2 separate regions of the Pan troglodytes genome follow, and region 2 is linked to region 1. A link is a contact called in public HiChIP or PLAC-seq data. All regions are on one chromosome and are shown on one strand. The core of a region is the stretch at or near the end of the contact, and the rest is flanking DNA. Distances in the headings are between cores, read along the strand shown.

Region 1 (3,963 bases), core at 873-3,372:
TATGCACCCAAAATGTAGAGCTAGTCCTCTGACCCTTCCAACTTCCTGTGCACTGTATATGTAATGAATGTGATTTCATCTGTGTATACCTACATGTATGTATATGTAAACAAATGAATATAGCATCATGATCTGGTTCTCCAAAGCAGAACCGGAACAGCAAAAAACAGAAAGCATTCAAATTCCCCCTTCTGAAAGCTACAAGATCTAAAGAAATGTTTGGATCCCACAAGAGACAACACCAGAGCCAAAGGAAGGTTCTAGTACAACAAGGAGCACACAAGCAACCTCTTCCAGGATGGCATGTGGGCGACACGGGTGTCTACACTCCCTTTTCTGAATGGAAAGGCATATGGCTTCTCCTTACCCAGCCAACATGAATACAATTTGAGAAAATTAGAAAAAGTCAAAGTAACAGGCTCACTAAATATGGCTGACTGCGAAGCAGAAGCCACAGAGGAGGATATGAGTTCTCTCAAAAAACAATCGGGAAGTTTATATCCAGGAAAGGTTCAAGGACTCTTGAGTGTGGGACGGACAAAGTCTGGTTCTCACTGCACAGAAGACAGTAATCAAAACATCAAAAAACAAGGCCACATGACCCTTTTCCCAGTGAGGTAGTGTCAACTGATGAAGGTTGCCCCCTCCTGAGACACAAGAGTCAAGTGGAGGCAAAAATATACCCAGGTCTTCCTCAGACACAGGAGCAACTAGTGTGGCCCCTTTTCACTCAAGCACTAGGCACAGTGGAAGCCCTGCCCTACATCTTATTGGGGCGCCCACTCTCACCCAGACAAGGAACTCCGAGAAGAGAGAACAAGTCAGTGTAGACACACAAATGGCGAAAGGAGCACGGTGAACGTCCAGTTGTCTCCATAAGAAAAGGAGGGCAACTCAAAGGGTATTTAGGAAATGAGCTCGCCCTAACCCAGCAAAGTGTACGAGAGTATGCATGATCTGGAAGAAGTGTCTGCTTTCCTATTTAGAAATGACTTCAGAGCTGCACAAGCCCCCACTATCCACTGGGTGAGGAAAGAAGAACATGGGCAGCCCGAGTCCCCTTGTCCTGGCAAAAAGGGTCAACGGAGAGTGTGCAGAGGCCCCAAAAGAATCCAAAGAAGATGAGCAGATCAGACGGACCCCTGTGCCAAGGAAGGATCGGGGTCACGGAAGGTAAAGGGCAAGGGAGTGTGGAGATCCTCACTTGCCATAGAAACGGAGACCCCACCCTCCTGGCTGTGAGGGTGCAAGGGCAAGAGTAGGATGTGAACGACTGCGAGGGGCGGGGATGCTGCGCAGGCCCCCTTCCCTTCCCGGGAAGCGAAGGGGGAGGGGTCACACGAGGCCCTTCGGCCGAGGGACGCTCGGCAGGACGGGGTCCCCCTGGCGGGGAGAAGCTCGGGGACCCCCCGCCCGCTCAGGGAGGTGTCCACGGAGCTGAAGAGGGTGCCGGAGAGAGTACATCTGGCCCTGCCCGCCGGAGAGCAGGGGGCCGGCGAGGGCTGAGCGCCGGCCGCTGCCGCCCGACGGGGACCGGCCCGGAGCAGTGGGGCGCGGGGCCAGGAGGACCCGAGGCGTATAAACTTTCCGCCCCGCGGCCCCCACCGTGGACCCAGCGCCGGGGGTGCGGGGGCCGCGCAGCGGGCTCGGGAGCGGCGGGGATGCCCGGTCCGGGTGGGGGAGGCGCCGGCCCTCCGCCGGCTCCTCCTCCTCGCTGGGCCCGGTCCCCGCCCCGCGAGCCCCCCGCCCCCTCCGGCCCCAGCCCGCCCCCGGGGGTGGGGTGTGGGGCGCCGCGCTCCGCCGGCCCCGCGAGTCACCTCAGGACTCGGCCGCGCTCCGCCCCCCCACCCCGCCGGCCCCCTCCCCGGCCGGGTCGCCCGCCCGCCGCGCCCCCGCGCTCCCGCCCGGCGCCGCCGATGCCCGGGATGTCCGGCGGGGCCGGGTCCCGCCGCCCGCCGCGCCGCCCCCCAGCCCCTCGCGCTCCGGCTCTTACCTTCCGGCTTGTTTTCGGCAGCCATTTCCCCTCCGCGCGCCACATCCTCCTCCTCCTCGCGACCGGGACCCCGAGCGCGCGCCTCGTACCGCCGCCGCCGCGCACCCGCCCTGGCCCCGCCCCGCGGCCCACGCACAGCTCCCGTTGGGCCGTGCGGCTGCCACTCATCGCTCCCGCCACCAATCGCCCCGCACCAGGGGTCTCACTACTCTCCGGGAGGAGCGTCCTATCCATCCGGCCCATTGGCTGGTCACCACCCAACGGACTGAAAGGATTGGTCAAGAATCAACGCCCCCTCCCCACCCACTCCCAGGAAAGCCCGCCTTCCGGACCTAAACAAAGCTTCCTAGTGGCCAGAACCCGAAAGAACTGTCCAATCAGGACGGGCCCGACACGGAATATTTCCTCGAGGCCGAGACGTGGCGTTTTGATTGGGCGTCACTACAGTGTTTCCCAGGCCGTCCAGACCAATCAAAGGGGGTTCCCGGAACTCGGGAGCGGCGAAGGGAAGCCCCGCCCCCGAGCGTGACCGTCATGAGGAAGGCGCTCCCTCATTGGCACGCTGGGGCTTTTCCCGCGTGCTCCCGGGGCTGAAGGACGTTCCCGGGGAAGCCGCTGCTGGCGCGTGGGGTCCCGGTGGCTGTGGGGGACGCGCCGGGATCTCCGGGATCCCGCAGCCCGCCGCCGCCGCCGGTGGGGAGCCGGACGCGGGGGGCCTCGGGGCTGAGGTCCGCAGGGGTGCCGCGCCCTGGAGTCCGGCTGCCTAGGAGTCCGGGCGTCGCTGCCAGCCGTGGGGGAGGGGCGAGCCTCCCGCCAGGCCCCGCCCCCTCGGCGTCGCGTCCCCACGGCCCCGGCGCCGCCCGCCTGCGCCCGCCTCCTGTGCCCGCCCCCGGTGAGCTCCGTTGTCCCCTTTTCTGGCGGCTTAAAATACCGAAACTTTATTTTGGTCACGTTGCCCATGTGACCCGCGGAGCGGATGACTCATGGATGCCTGTCCCAGGATGAGGCCGCCGGCCGAAAGCAGAGAAGCGCCAGCCCCGGCCGCCCGGGTGGAGCGCGGGGCAGCCGAGTTTCCCACCCTCCTCAATCCGGGGAGTCCGCGCGGGGCTTTTCCTAATAAATAGCCAGGCACCCGCTGCCCTCGCGCTGCGTACGGGAGGACGTGCCCCCCGGGAGGTGGGCGCCCGCCAGGTGCCCCGGGAACGAGCCTAGGAACCGGGTCCGCCGAGTGCGGCTCTCGGGGCGGCTAGGCGTGCGGGTGGCTGGGCAGCGCTCCCAGGGACCGGCCTCTCTCCGGAGAAAGTAAGGAATTCTGCTCCTGGGCAGGTAATATCGGAAACAAAAGGAGAGGCTGCAATCGCAAATTATTTAAAAAGAAAAAAAAGGAAAGAAAAGTTGAATGTAAGAGCTCCAGCCCCTCAATGTGATCTTGTACGGTTTGCAGTAAGAACATTTCATTCTTCCGCATTTTATTTTTCCTTTTGCTACTGTTGGTGACAACTAGCAAAATAAGTGAAAAATCCTCGTTCAAGTGTTCTGGCATTAAGATTGACTGTCACACTGAATTCTGTGCCAATCCTAACAAAATGTGTTCTTTTTCTGGTCTTCACAAGTAAGAATGTCTTAGGTTTTCCAGAAATAAAGATGTCCCAAGAGAATGTTTTGTGTTACACACTCATTCTTCAAGAAACTTTAATTTTATGAGCCTCAAAAATTGCAAAAATTTAACAACGGGGGGACAATATTTTATCGATTAGCATTCTTAATAGCACCTATGTTGACGATTTGTGTGGAGAAACGGATTCTTAAAAGTGCTGGTGGCATTGTAAATTAGTATATTCCTTTCGAAAAGCAATTTTACAGTATGTATTAAAAGCCATAAAAATGTCTGCATCTTTTGACCCAGTGATCTTACTTCTGGGAATCTGTTCTAAGGAAATAACACTAAATGCCAGAAAAGCTGTATGTGT
Region 2 (3,963 bases), core at 763-3,262, 86 kb after region 1:
CGGTAGGCTGAGGCAGGAGAATGGCATGAACCCAGGAGGTGGAGCTTGCAGTGAGCCGAGATCGTGCCACTGCACTCCAGCCTGGGCGACAGAGCAAGACTCCAGCTCAAAAAAAAAAAAGGAAAAGAAAAAGAAAAAAAAACCTAAGGGAAAAAGGAACGTCTCCATATTGTCGTTTTTACCCCCAGTCTCTCTGTATGAAATTCTTGGCCGGGTGCGGTGGCTCACGCCTGTAATCCCAGCACTTTGGGAGGCCGAGGCAGGTGGATCACGAGGTCAGGAGTTCGAGACCAGCCTGGCCAACATGGTGAAACCCCGTCTCTACTAAAAATACAAAAATTAGCTGGGCGTGATGGCGCACACCTGTAGTCCCAGCTGCTTGGGAGGCTGAGGCAGGAGAATCGCTTGAACCCGGGAGGCGGAGGTTGCAGTGAGCCAAGATCGTGGCACTGCACTCCAGCCTGGGCGACCGAGTGAGACTCTGTCTCAAACAAAAAAAAAAAAAAAGAAAGAAATTCTTAAAGACTGTCAAATGTCAGCATGCAGTTTGGCCCTAACGACAGCTCTTTTCTCTGCAAAGGAGAAAAAGGCAAAGCCCATAACGTTGCTGGAAGAGCTGATGGACCATGGAAGCTGTTGTGGAGAAGCTTCACACAACTAAAGAAATAGCCCTTAATTTACAACCTGGGCTGACAGTTTGTTTCAGGCTGACTCAACCCACCCGAACAATCTGTCTCAGCACACCGAAGTGTCTCATGCCAAAAGATCCTAAGAGGGCTGGGCAACTTGGAAGGGATGAGACACAGGCCCAGATGGTGCACATCTGGCCAAAAACTAGAAAGAGAAAGAAATCAGCCTCTCAAATCCACAGACAGGTGTTCGGGGCTTCCCAGGAGACCTGCTTATGAAGGGCAACGGGGATGGCTATGGACTGGTGGTTAGTGAAGGAACAACAAAGGTTTCTGAGACTTGCGCAGGTCAGCGGGAACCAAACAGGTGGCAAGAGTGGGCTGCTGTCCACCTTCCCTTGACAATGGCGTCATTTCGAAGACCTTTAAATTATTTAGATTATTGTAACCAAGACATCTTTAATAATGCACCAAACAGCAGGCACCAGGTTGAAATCAATTAGACTCCACCGATAAATTATAAGGGAGAAATTTACAGGAGAATGGCTCTGGGGTAGGGACTGCAGGTACACATGCCTGCCAGAGACAATTATATCAGGAACCAAATAGTTATTGCTTTGTCATTTAAGCAGCAGGAAAGATGGCCAGGTGCTCCTAAATTAGAGCAATAACAAATAACTAAAATGAGGAGGCCTGTTCTGGGCGGGAAGGCTTCTGGGTGGCCAAGAGAAAAGACAATGGAGGTAGGAATAAATCTCATTTGGGGGATTTCTGGGATCCGGATGCACCCTGCACTGGGTGCACCTCACGCTTCTTCCAGGAGTTTGGGGCCAGTGGGGTAACAGGTGGTATCACAGGGGTTTGTCTCCCAGAGGATGACAATCTCCTGGAGGTGACTTCAAAGTTTCCCTTTCTAGGCAGGACGCGGTGGCTCATGCCTGTAATCCCAGCACTTTGGGAGGCCGAGGATCTCCTGAGTTCAGGAGCCTCAGACCAGCCTGGCCAACATGGTGAAACCCTGTCTCTACCAAAAATACAAAAAAATTAACCGGGCGTGGTGGCGCGCGCCTGGAGTCCCAGCTACTCGGGAGGCTGAGGCAGGAGAATCGCTTGAACCCGGGAGGTGGAGGTTTCAGTAAGCCGGGATTGCGCCACTGCACACCAGGCTGGGCGACAGAGTATAACTCCGTCTCAAAAAAAAAAAAAAAAAAAAAAGCAAAGTTTCCCTTTCTAGTACAAGAAAAGCCCTAGGGAGTCCTGGCTGGATCTCAGGCCCCCGAGGACGCTGCCACGCGTCCATTGGGAGCACGAAGAGAGACCCGCGTGGTCACCCCGCTAGGGCTGCCTAGGCGCCGCGTCCCGCCCTAGGCCGCGCGGGGGCGCAAAGCGCAGGCGCACTCCTGCCGGGCGCGGACGGCTCCGGGCCGCCAGGGGCCGCTGTGGCGCAGCCGGGCTGGCCCGCGCTGTCCCTGACGCGGATCACTGGCCCCTCTTGAGCACGGCCTTGCCGGTTTGGCGGGGTGAAAGGTTGCGAAGATGGCGACGGCCTTGAGCGAGGAGGAGCTGGACAATGAAGACTATTACTCGTTGCTGAACGTGCGCAGGGAGGTGAGGCCAGCGGCTGGACGCTCTAGGGGCTGAGGCCGAGCCCGGTCGTTCGGGAGGGCCGGGCTGGCGGCGGCCGCCCCGCCCCCGCCACGGGAGGCTCGGGTCCGGCGGGGAGGCCGCGTGACCCCGGCGACGTGCACGCCAGCCACCCGATGGAGCCGTCCCCACCGCCCAGACCCTTCCGCCGGGGGTGCCGGGGCCGGCCTCCGCCCCAGCTCCTGGAGGCCAGTGCGCCGCGTGCACTGTGTCCGGGCAGGGCCAGAGGCCCCCGCACGCACAAGAGGAAACGGGGGGCCCGAGGAGGCCACCGTAGTGGGGTTCGCAGTCCTCCGAGACCCCGTCTCGCGCTCAGCCCACATACTCGTCCTGGCTGAGGGGCTGTGTCATCGCCCGCCGCCAGCAGGATGGCGAACTGAGTCTCACCCACCAAGGTCAAAGCCACTAGGAAACGTCCTTAGGGCTTTTTCCGGTCCCCGAGTCTTTCGTGGGGACGCTCTGCCTCTGAAGTGGGTCCAGCCTCAGAGGCACGCGTCTCGTGCCCTCTTTCATTCCCCTGGACCCGCTATCCAGAAATTGCAGGCAGAGCCTCCGGGACACAGACCCTCGGCTCGGAGGCTGCAGATTAGGAAGAAGCCCCAGGCCAGAAAAGTGGTGCCCTAACAACAGCTTCAACATTCACACCAAGCACTTGTACCCTGTCTCCTCAACGAATAAAAGATAACATGAGAGAGTCTCACATAGTCTGGCAGTAGTAGGGCCCCACTACACTCCTTTGTTCATGACTAGTCTGGAGTTGAGATAGGTGTGAAGGGCGAGAAGGCTTCCAGGGTCAGGTCATGAGGTGGATCAGTTTCTTTAAGCCGATGGGTCCAGACTTTTCAGCCCTGCCAGAGAATTCCTAATTCCATCTCTCAGGTTTTCCAGTGGTAATGAAAGCTAGCCAAGTTTGGCTATGCTAACCAAAGCGGGTTCAGTGTGTGTTGTCAGTAAATATTAGTCTATGTGGTGTTAATAATACGAACTTATCTTGTGTGGGACCACTATGCTGAATGAACTTTGTACTGTTATCTCATTTAATTCTGAGGATAGCTCTTAAGGTAAGTATTATGATAGCCCTTGATTTACACTTGAGGAAACCAAGGCATAGATTAGTGTGTCTAAAGTCACACTACTAGAAAGTGCAAGAGCCTGAACTCAACCCAGGCAGTCTGACTCTGGAGCCCAGCTTGTGAGCTCCATGCTAGTCTGTCACCTTACCTTACCAGTCCTTGGACTACAAAGCTGCTAGTTCTGGTACTGTATCCTTGAGTGTCACGCGCGTCCGTGTGAAGAGACCACCAAAACAGGCTTTGTGTGAGCAATAAACCTTTTTAATCACCTGGGTGCGTATGGGCTGAGTCCGAAAAGAGAGTCAGCAAAGGGTGGTGGGATTATCATTAGTTCTTATAGGTTTGGGATAGGCGGTGGAGTTAGGAGCAATTTTTTGTGGGCAGGGGGTGGATCTTACAAAGTACATTCTCAAGAGTGGGGAGAATATTACAAAGTACCTTCTTAAGGGTGGAATATCACAAAGTACATTATCACAGGGGCGGGGAGCGTGTATTGTCATAAGGCCAATTGACCAGTTAGGGTGGGGCAGGAGCAAATCACCATGGTGGAATATTTTCCGTTAAGGCAGGACCTGGCTATTTTCACTTCTTTTGTGGATCTTCAGTTGCTTCAGGCC

Evidence for each region. HiChIP or PLAC-seq counts read pairs in DNA pulled down with a chosen protein or histone mark.
Region 2: an H3K4me3 HiChIP or PLAC-seq map of stem cell-derived excitatory neurons shows a contact between it and region 1, with 5 times the contacts expected there. The contact joins the promoter of DNAJC11 here to the promoter of CAMTA1 in region 1. A contact is called at or near these places in 1 of 7 Hi-C or Micro-C datasets (blood) and 1 of 1 datasets of contacts at active chromatin or transcription factors (stem cell-derived excitatory neurons).

The regions. Positions count from the first base shown.
Region 1 is chr1:225,207,539-225,211,501 of NHGRI_mPanTro3-v2.0_pri, forward strand. CAMTA1 (calmodulin binding transcription activator 1) reads right to left here and starts at 2,123. Exons shown (of 21, transcript XM_054662341.1): 1 at 1,994-2,123. The coding sequence starts at 2,038.
Region 2 is chr1:225,294,107-225,298,069 of NHGRI_mPanTro3-v2.0_pri, forward strand. It overlaps DNAJC11 (DnaJ heat shock protein family (Hsp40) member C11), which reads left to right and starts at 2,013. Exons shown (of 16, transcript XM_016953272.3): 1 at 2,013-2,237. The coding sequence starts at 2,166.